Regions from separate parts of the Gossypium hirsutum genome. Here all the other regions are linked to region 3. The links are chromatin contacts, called in public Hi-C maps. All regions are on one chromosome and are shown on one strand. The core of a region is the stretch at or near the end of the contact, and the rest is flanking DNA. Distances in the headings are between cores, read along the strand shown. Region 1 holds the start of LOC107897138 (ER lumen protein-retaining receptor). Region 2 has its middle 22 kb from the start of LOC121208422. Region 3 holds the start of LOC107897134 (succinate dehydrogenase subunit 3-1, mitochondrial).

What was found. Hi-C and Micro-C count contacts between places; a contact is called where the count stands out from the background.
Region 1: a contact with region 3 is called in a Hi-C map of leaf, with 2.1 times the contacts expected there. The contact joins the promoter of LOC107897138 here to the promoter of LOC107897134 in region 3. A contact is called at or near these places in 2 of 34 Hi-C or Micro-C datasets (callus and leaf).
Region 2: a Hi-C map of leaf shows a contact between it and region 3, with 2.7 times the contacts expected there. The contact joins the enhancer-like site here to the promoter of LOC107897134 in region 3. A contact is called at or near these places in 2 of 34 Hi-C or Micro-C datasets (both in leaf).

What each region holds. Positions count from the first base shown.
Region 1 is chrA10:70,372,473-70,375,791 of Gossypium_hirsutum_v2.1, reverse strand. It overlaps LOC107897138 (ER lumen protein-retaining receptor), which reads right to left and starts at 1,291. Exons shown (of 6, transcript XM_016822484.2): 1 at 971-1,291. The coding sequence starts at 1,061.
Region 2 is chrA10:70,062,292-70,065,353 of Gossypium_hirsutum_v2.1, reverse strand. No RefSeq gene overlaps it. Among protein-coding and RNA genes, the nearest start is that of LOC121208422, 22 kb to the right of the region's middle. Within about 2 kb of position 1,348, at least 3 of the 9 cell types and tissues checked have an H3K27ac peak or open chromatin away from gene starts, as enhancers often do. A contact at or near this core is called in leaf, where this site is marked.
Region 3 is chrA10:70,241,299-70,244,647 of Gossypium_hirsutum_v2.1, reverse strand. LOC107897134 (succinate dehydrogenase subunit 3-1, mitochondrial) reads left to right here and starts at 1,788. Exons shown (of 3, transcript XM_016822480.2): 1 at 1,788-2,152; 2 at 2,261-2,293; 3 at 2,376-3,130. The coding sequence starts at 1,993. The coding sequence ends at 2,788.

The DNA.
Region 1 (3,319 bases), core at 42-2,541, 130 kb before region 3:
TTCCAAAGAGTAAATGGCTATAGCCACCCATGAATACTTCTGTCATCCTATCCCATAGTTACATTTAAAAGGAAAGAAGAAAAGAAAAAGAAAACTTCCCCATAAGCCAATCAAGCAAGTCTAAAGTTAGGTAGCATTGACCCCAAATCAACTCCTCATAACAAGAGAAAAAACCAAAAACTACCTCAGCTACAGCTGTAGTTTTAGGCCTTATCATATATGGTTTATCTAGTTTGTCAAGAAATCTGAGGCCAGCAAGAATAAAAACCACAAACCTACAGTATAATTCTACATGATCTAATCTGCCTTTTGATTTCCATAAAATCTCCTAGCCAGAAGAATACTAGTACTGTTTCAAATCCCGACATATTTCTAGCTACAGATAGAAGGAAAACAAGCAAAAATAAGATGCCATCTTAGGAAGTTCAGGTTAACAAACCATGAACCCTCCCAAATCTACCTAATACAAACCCCTTGGACCTCTATCTAAATATTTTCATTAAATCCAACAACTAGCAAAAGATTCCAATGGTGGAGTGACAAATTACTTGTATTCAAGTCTTCAGTTCACGACAGTTTCCAAGTTTGATTTAATTTAAAACAAAAGTACTACATGATCATATATCCTTGCTTCTAAAACTGCAGATACACAATTTATATACATTCAAATGATTAAAAGCCCATTCAGAAAAATACAAGAATTCCTTTCCGACTAACAGGAAAAAAAAAATGTCGCATTTTCATTAAGCTACACATCCACGTTTCACAAGATTCCAGTTTGGATATCGAATGCCATGTACAACAACTCAAACAAGACAACTAATTAACAGAACCCCACATTCAATATAACCTTGAAATTCCATTTTTGTAATCTTAAAGCGGTAAATTATTCAAAAATACAAAATGAAATGCAGTGAAATGTAATGAACCCAGAAGAACATTGAAGTAAATATTTGAAAACTGGACGTACCAGCACAAGATTTGATGGTATGAATCTTGAGGAGCAAAACAAGAACACTAAATAAGTGGGTCATGTCCCCTGCTAATCTGAATATGTTCATTTTTCTCTTTTCTTTCTTCTCTAAGTTTCTTAAATTCAAAAAAAATTGAAAAAGAATGTAGGATAATGGTTTTTGTTTTTTGTTTTTTTTCTTCTGTCAGGGTAAGGTTCTTTCTGAGACGAAAATTTTAGTAGATCTGCGATAGAAACATCTAATTTCTTAAGTTTTGTTTGTTTTCAGGGAATAATTTATTGCTTTGGCTTCCGAGAACACGGGAGAGAAAAATATGAGTTCATCACACCAAACAAATTTTGAATTGGTTACTAAACTTTAAAACCTTTTTAATACATCTCTAAATTATATATATTATATCAATCAGATCCTTTAATTATTAAAACTGTTATTTTAACCATTAAATAACATGTAAATTTTTTCATATGACATAAGATTATATCACAAAAGATCTTACAAAATTAACAATTTTAATAATGAAAGAACTCGATTGATAGATAGTTTAAAGATGTATTTAGAATGTTCTAAAGTTTGGAGATCAATTTTGAAAGAAGGTCAGAGTTTGAGGATTTCGGTGCAATTAACTCAAAAAATAAACATTTGGGAAAACGAAACATATCTACTAGATGGGCTGGGTTTCATTTTCAGTTTGTATGTGTAAGGAAATTCCAGGATAGTTCCTAGATTTGAAGCTTTTGGGCCTCCACACACTCAAAATGACTTGGATTTACTTGTAGAGACTCAAGGGTGATGCTCTAATCTGCTTAAACAGTTTCATGTTTTAGTAAAACTCAATTTCCAGCTAAATTTGAACTTTTTTTTTAGTAACAATTTCATTATAACTTCTATCCACATCTATTTTATAATTACGCATAACATATGCTTAAAAATGAAATGGAATTGTTGATAAAAAATATTAGGGTAAATTGTCAAAATAGTCACTTTTATTTATCTTAGGTTACATTTTAGTCACTTATTTTTGAAATGTTACGATTTAGTCACCTACGTTATTGTGTTGTAACATTTTAGTCACTAAGCATTAATTGTCATTAACGGTGTAACAAAAATCTGACGTGGCACGTTAAATAATCATTTCAAACGAAAATTTTAGGTTAAATTATACAATTGGTCCCTATATTTTTTTTTCATTTTGAGTAATTTAATTTCTTCTTTTATGTTCTTTGAATTTTTTTCTTTATTTTTTTCATTCTCTTCTCATTCTTCTTCTGTTTTTCTCCATTTTTCATTTCTTTTAACGTAATTTTTTATCCCTTCTTCATTTCTTTCAACGTAATTTTTCTATATTTTTCATTTGTTAAAACTACTCTCTATATTTTTATTTTTTTGAACAATTTAATTTTTTTCTTTTTAGTTCTTTATTTTCCTTTTCTTCTTCCCCTTTATTTTTCTCTCTTCTCATATTCTTTACTACAGAAACGTAATCTTTACCCACCAAATAAATCAAGTCCTTATTTCTTTCACATGATTCCTAAATTGAATTTCATTAAAAATTGATTATCAATCATTCTTAATCAAATCTTGATTTGAATATAACCCAATATTGAAACTAAAATTGGATCCAACTAATCAATATAAAAACAATATCCTTAATCAAATCTAAACATAAATTGAATTTTTTATATTCAAAATAATTTTTTTTCTGTTTCCAAATTTTTACAGATTTGTGTAAATTATTCATTTTCTTTTCTGACGAATAAAATTAAGCATACAATAAAATTGATCAAAACCTTCTTGGATATTCCCAAGCAAGCTTGATTAGAAGTTGAGCATGGATGAACTGAAGAGAGAAATGGAGCATGGAACCAAACTGATTTGGGTAAAGTTGAGGGTAAGTTTTGTATAGTGGTCGTTTTAGTCATTAAGAGTGTAGAGCTCATTTGAAAAATCCGTGAAACAATGTAGTTTTAAGAGGACGAGAATGTAGTAGGTACAATAGATAAGGTGGAAGTGGGGGTTGGTTAGGAGGTTAAGGGAACGGGCTTAAGAAACTTTGTTGAGGGTGGACTACCATAAGTCACGACTGGTGAGGTATTTGAGTGAGGCGAGCTTGTGGACTAGGTCATTGAGAGATCCAAATTGATTTGTTAAAGCGATGATGGACAATGAAGGTTTGTAATTCTGGGGTGAAAATATGCGAAGCAAATTTTATTTTAGTTTCAGCTTTCGCCTTTTCTTTTTCATGAACACAAAAAAGTTTAAACAAATGGAAAACATAGAAAAACTAAGTTGAAAGAGATGGAGAATGAAGAAAAATAGAGGGAGAAACAGAAGAGAATGAAAAATAA
Region 2 (3,062 bases), core at 99-2,598, 180 kb after region 3:
CAAACCAACATAGCTTTCCAAAGCTTATACATGCCAGAACACCATTAACACATACACCATAATACCATTACAAGCAGCCTATACATGCCATTATAAACCTTAGCCAAATTATTCAAAAACTATCGAATTATCTATTGGATAGTGTGATAGGTCTTCGACGAACTTCCAACAGATCGAGCTTCACCTATAAAATAAAGAAAAATAACTATGTAAGCAATGAATGCTTAGTAAGCTCGTATAAGTACATTAAAACTTTATTTGGATCATGATGGGCATCCACTTAATAAAATATTCATAAAAGTATTAAAATATTATGATTAAAAGATAGCATTTAAAATCCATCAAAAATCATTGATTTTTTAAGTAATGGTAAAATTGTCATTAAGCCTTTTCCATCAAAATAAAAATCGAATACTTGCACTTTAGTTCCTATACTTTCCCAACTTATTTAATTTAATCCCTAAACTCAATAGCAAATTTTTAACTTAACCACATGCTCCTACTAATAATTCATTATGTTTTCATGTTTGACAGCTTCTCTAAAAATGATCATAATTTATTATACTATTATTTATTTATAGATTACTTATTTAAGGACTTCTACCAAAAATATTCTACTTCTCTCTCTTTTTAAAGTGAGGATGTTACAGTTGAGGTGGTCAGTCACCCTGTGACCAGCAGAATTAAATAAGGTGAAAGATGATTCGGGTGATTATTAAATAAAAAGGCCAAATGGTGTAAGGCAGAGTGCCATCCACAAATGTCCTCTATATATCCCCTCATGATGCTCTGTCCACATTAGATAAAGGTATAACAATTGTAAATAGGCTATAAAATGATGTAGCTTGAAACAATCTGCATATGATGGCGATAGGTGAAGCACAATAATCGACGGATTATTGAATGAATTTTAGCTGAGATTGTATTTCATTTCAAATTTTCAACCACCACTGATGGGTCTTAATTTCGATGTCATTATTGTTGTGAATTGGGAGCTCATGAAGTATAGCTTTGATAGATCGGGTCTTGGAATATTTTATTTCCATATATAAATATTCTATTTAACATAAAATCTGGGCCAATTTCCACTAAAATAAAATCTTGGTTGTACCGTTCTGGGTGCTGTCCTGTCTGTAATTGGTGATAAGTTTCCTGAAGATTTAGAGAAATTTAATAGGTTATAACTAATTTTAAATTTAATTTTTATTATTTTTCAAATTTCAAAATTCAATTAGAAATCCAAAATATAAAAGAATTCTAAAAAGTAAAAGTTGTGGTATACAATATATTTTAAGCAAAGAAATATTATCCTTTTGGTTTTGGTGGCGAACAATCTATTGTAGATTTTGGGCTTTAGTGAAATAGCTTAAGGCCGAATTATTCATGGTCATGTTCAAGGTGTTGAGCCCAGTAATGGCGGCTAATCCAATTAACAAGCTGTGTTTTTAGCAAATAATATTCTTCCTACTTCAATTTCCACAGCCATGTAAATGGGTAATCTCAAGCCTCTAGTTTCATATCTATCTAAGTCAATTTAACTCTTGTAAAATAAGAATTCTTAATAGAAATTCTCTTGCCATAAGAAAGTAATGCACACCACTTGTTTGAGTAAATACACTCAATATATTTTATAAATCAAAGAATAGGATACAGTAGATGATTACAAATGAGGGGAGGCTCTCTATTTATAATTGAACTCCCCCAAATCTAACTGTACAACTAGTTTTATATCAACAGACGAGATCAAAGCCTATCTATATTTAAGGGATTTACATATTTATCTAAAGATTACATAATCAAATCTTATCAGATTATAATCTCGTACAATCTTCTAAGATTACTTTCCATCTACTAAGGTAGCCTTAGTTTTTCATAAATCTTCACTGGGCTACCAAGGCTTCAAGTAGATGGACTCTGTTACTTATTTTTTTGAATCGAACCAATTGAAGGGGATCAAATGATCCCTATTTAATTGGTAGACCTTTATGGAACGCTCTTGTTGTAATGGTCACGGGCTTTGAACCGTGGTCCGTGACACTAGTCTTACCTGAGCTGTTTAAGCTTGTATTTATTTTCATTAAAACAAAAACAATCCTTTGGACAAAATTACAATCAAAGTTTTATATATACATTTGAATGATAATTAAAGTTTAATGTATATAACTACACAAAATCAAAGTTTATATATTAAAGTAGGTGTATAATTTTGATATTTATCCCTAAAAAAACAATATATTATACACTCATGTGTCAATTAGTAAGGCTTTTTGAACCTTAAATTGTGACTTATTTATCAAATATTCGTCTACTACAAAATAGTTTAGTTTAGATTTGAATGATTGAGGCTTAGTGATACAAATTATGGAATGAAGAAGAACCAGCAATGTAACATGAAAACCAAACACAAAAAATTGGTTAAAAGCTAATAAACCCGGTTCTTGAGGAAAAGAAATTATTAATAATTTTTGTTTTTGGTAATAGCTTTTTAGACTTAATAAGTGGACTGAGTTTTACAAGTATACATAGGTTGTTATTTATCTGAGAATTAAGTGGAGATGGAGACAAAGTGGATAATAGAATATAGTGAGGGATAGTCAAGCAGAATATATCACAATTGCTATAATTCCATCGACAGTCAAAATCATCTACAATCACCCAATTCCAACTATTCCTCATAATCTTGTCTCCAATCAATATGCAAAACTCAATTACAAAATATTAAAATATTTTTTATATATAAAATAATAAATATTAATATAAGAGTATTTTTTCATGTTTTAATAAAATAATATTATGTTAACTTTAAACTTTGAAATTAATTATTTCAATTAAAGCACTTAATTTTAATATAATTTTTTATATTTTTCATAATGTGCCATATTTTAATATTTTTTCTGTTTATTAAATTAAAAATAAATAATTTTATTAGTTTTCAAGTCCACTAGAGACAGATTCAAGGGGGCATGTTTCCTCAAAATTTGACTAACTTCGTCAGAATATTTGAAATTTTTTATTGAACCTTCTATTTTGAAAATTTTAATTAGTCTTGTCAAATTTTCTTT
Region 3 (3,349 bases), core at 539-3,038:
AGTAGTTCTTTCAAGTATTCAGAGGGTTGACATTGTCAAATCTATATTTGGATATGTGTGGAATATAGACATCAAAGGCAGGAGCTTCAATCAAATATGAAGAGTCCTATCAACATAGATATTCAACGGAGTCTGTTTGTATGACTAAGTTTCGTGTGCAAGCGACATTGAATCAAGGTTCACTGGGGCGAGATAAAACTAAAAAAGAGGATCAAAGCTAAAAGTATTTGTATTAAAATGATGTAAGTTAATTTTTAAATTTTTTGAAAAGCGTCGAAATTGCCATTGTTCCATTTAAAATAAAAGATAAAAGGAATTAAATTGACATTTTAGATTCTGTTCGAGGATGTTGAAGCCGTCAAATCTGGTTGAGTCCATTGCACTAAATTGATTTTGGAAAATGACCTGAAAATCCAAATCCAACATCTGTTATGTTTTTAGTTGATAAAATATGATAAAGTTTAATTGTTTGGATAAATCCGATTAAGCAACGAAGAGTAATTAAATTAATTAAGAAATTGAAGAGAACGATTATAAATATTTTACGTGAAATTTTTTTTCGAAGAGGATAAAAATTCACAGGCAAAGATAATTTTACTAAATCGGCAAAAACGAAGAGAATAAAGATGAAGATTAAAACTAAACCCTAAAGCCCGAAAATAAGAACATTCGAAACTTAAACACAAAATTTCCTGAAAGCTTGTAAAAGTTAATAATATTAAATAATCTACACTAATCAACATTCAAGCGGGGAACTAAAATAGTTTTTAACTGAAAGAAAGTAAACTCAGAAAATTGAGAAACACGTCGCTACATTGCGACGTGGCTTTCTTTTCGTCGTGATGAAGTATGGTCACGTCATCGGAACGAAGAGCTCCTCTTCGTTGCGACGTCACACACTATTAATGCTTAAATACGAGGCATACTCGACATTAATCAATCCTTTTACAAAATATATAAATAATCATACAACTGGTGTATAGATTAATGAATCAAATATGATGAAAAGGGATGAGTTGCCATTTTCCTATATATTTACATTTCCATAAACTCTTTAAATTTATGTAAAAAATTTGCTGAGAAAAAAATAGGGTAAATTATATCATTAGTCATTAAATTATAGGTAAGTTTTTGTTTTGGTTACTTAATTCAAAAAATGTTATAATTTGATCACTAAATTATTCGAAAGTTTTCATTTAAGTCACTAAACTATTCAAAATATTTTATTTAAGTCACTAGAGTATTAAGTTTTTTTTAAAAGTTCTGCCATAAAGCTCCAAGTGACGATTTGACGATCGAGAGGGTGGATCTGTACCTATCGATGAGTAGAAGAACATAACTTAGATCCAAGTCTATCTGGCGGTCAGTGTAGGAGATTAAAGAAAAAACTGTTTGAATTTTGGTTTGTAGATTTGTGATGTTCAAAGTTGTTTCATGAAAAAGCACTCAACAATAGAAGAGAAACGGAATAAAAGCTTTCGATTGGTATAGATAGTGCGAATAAAGAAAGCCATTTAAGATCGATTTTAATAACCCAATAATTTTAATAAAAACTTGTGAATAATTCAATGACCAACAAAGTAACAACAAACAATAATTATATTTAAGTGTTAGGTGCTTTCTAGAGAAATAAACGATTAATCATAAAACATACTCTATTCGCATGAATGGATGGTTAAAGGATAAGGTGATTGGTTTCTAAAGTTATAGGTACATAGATTTCCAAAGGTTACTTTAGGAAATGATGAATATTTGAAATAAATTATGGAATTGTTAGATTGCCACATAATTGATCCAAAATTTGTATATCATGTCAACGCCGAATCCAAATAGGCTTAAACCCTAAAACCGAACCTAAATAGGCCTAAGCCCAATAATATCTATTTATGTTTTCTTGCAGAGCAGCTTCCTCCTTCCATTATATAACCCCACCGTTTCACTCCGTGTTTCTTTTCTGCAGGCTAAGCAATTTTGAGACTCTTCCATTTAGCAATGGCTTCTTCTCTAGCTCTTAAGAGGCTCGTCTCATCCAACATCCTCCCTAACTCCTTACGCGTCGCCATCGCTCCATCCACCTCCAGACTCTTTAATACCAACGCCGCCACGCCTGATGACCACGATGATCGCCGTCGTGCTGACGGTTTCTTCTCAGGTACTTGTCCACTCATCTGTTTTTCATTTCGACTTCTTTCCCTTCTTTTTAATTTTTGATTATCTAAAATTGATGCTGATTTTGGCCCTTCCGGTTTCTATGCTGCAGATCTGCAGGGGCGGCGCCAGGGGGCCAAAAAAGGTAAATTTTCACTTTAGTTCTTACTGAAATTATAAAATTATAATTCAGTCGTTTTGCCCCCTCAAGAAAAAAATTCCTGCAGATGTGTTTGATCCTTTGTCTCCAACAAGGAGCCTGAACATGATGGATCAAGTCAAGGGGAATCGATTTCTCTCCACATCCCGTGACATTCCAGGGCTTGGGAGCGAGGCCAAAGAATCAAACCTTCGCCCGTTATCTCCTCATCTTCCTATTTATAAGCCACAACTTTCTGCGACTCTTTCAATTACCAACAGGATCTCCGGGGTTTTCCTAACTACTGCACTTTTGTTCTCTTATCTTCTTTCTCTGAAAATGGGTTCAGTTTGCTTCACCTATTCGAATTTCTACCAATTCTTCTTTTATTCAGCAAAACTTGCCCCAGTTACCGTATCAATTGCTGCATTGGCCGTTTCCTATCATCTGTGTTATGGGGTTCGTCATTTATTGGCGGATTTTTCGGGAAAGCTGAGGTGAAGAACGGTGAGGAGGAAAGGATGTGATTCAGCTTCAAATCGACTGATTTGCTGGCTTGGTAAGTTTTTATTTTGTCTGGGCCTTTCTGGGTTTAGGTAAGCACTTTGTTTGGCAAAATAAAGAATGTGTTAATGGTTTTTTTTTTTTGGAATAAATGGAACCTTGGTGTTGAGTAAAAAGAAAACCTTGTTAATGCCAAAAGCATCTTTGAACTTGTCAACATAGTGATCTTTGTTGAATTAGTGGTTTGATTCGATGGATTCTGCTAAATCTTTGATTGGGAGAGCTGTAACCATTAACCGTTCCCCTTTGAATAGTATGAGCTTTGATTCGGAGTTTAAACTGTGCTTATCATCCTCCGTAGTTAACAAACACCAAGCTTTGAATGTGTGAACTCTTTCTGAAAGTGATTGTGAACTGTGATAGGATTGACTTAAATGTAAGATTGATTAGTAAATCGAGAAGGTTACATTATAATTTATTAAATTGTTATTGTTAGAGATTTTGTTTTTCCTTTTAACAAGTTTAGTTCTTTGGATTTTTTTAGTCCCAAGTTTTCTA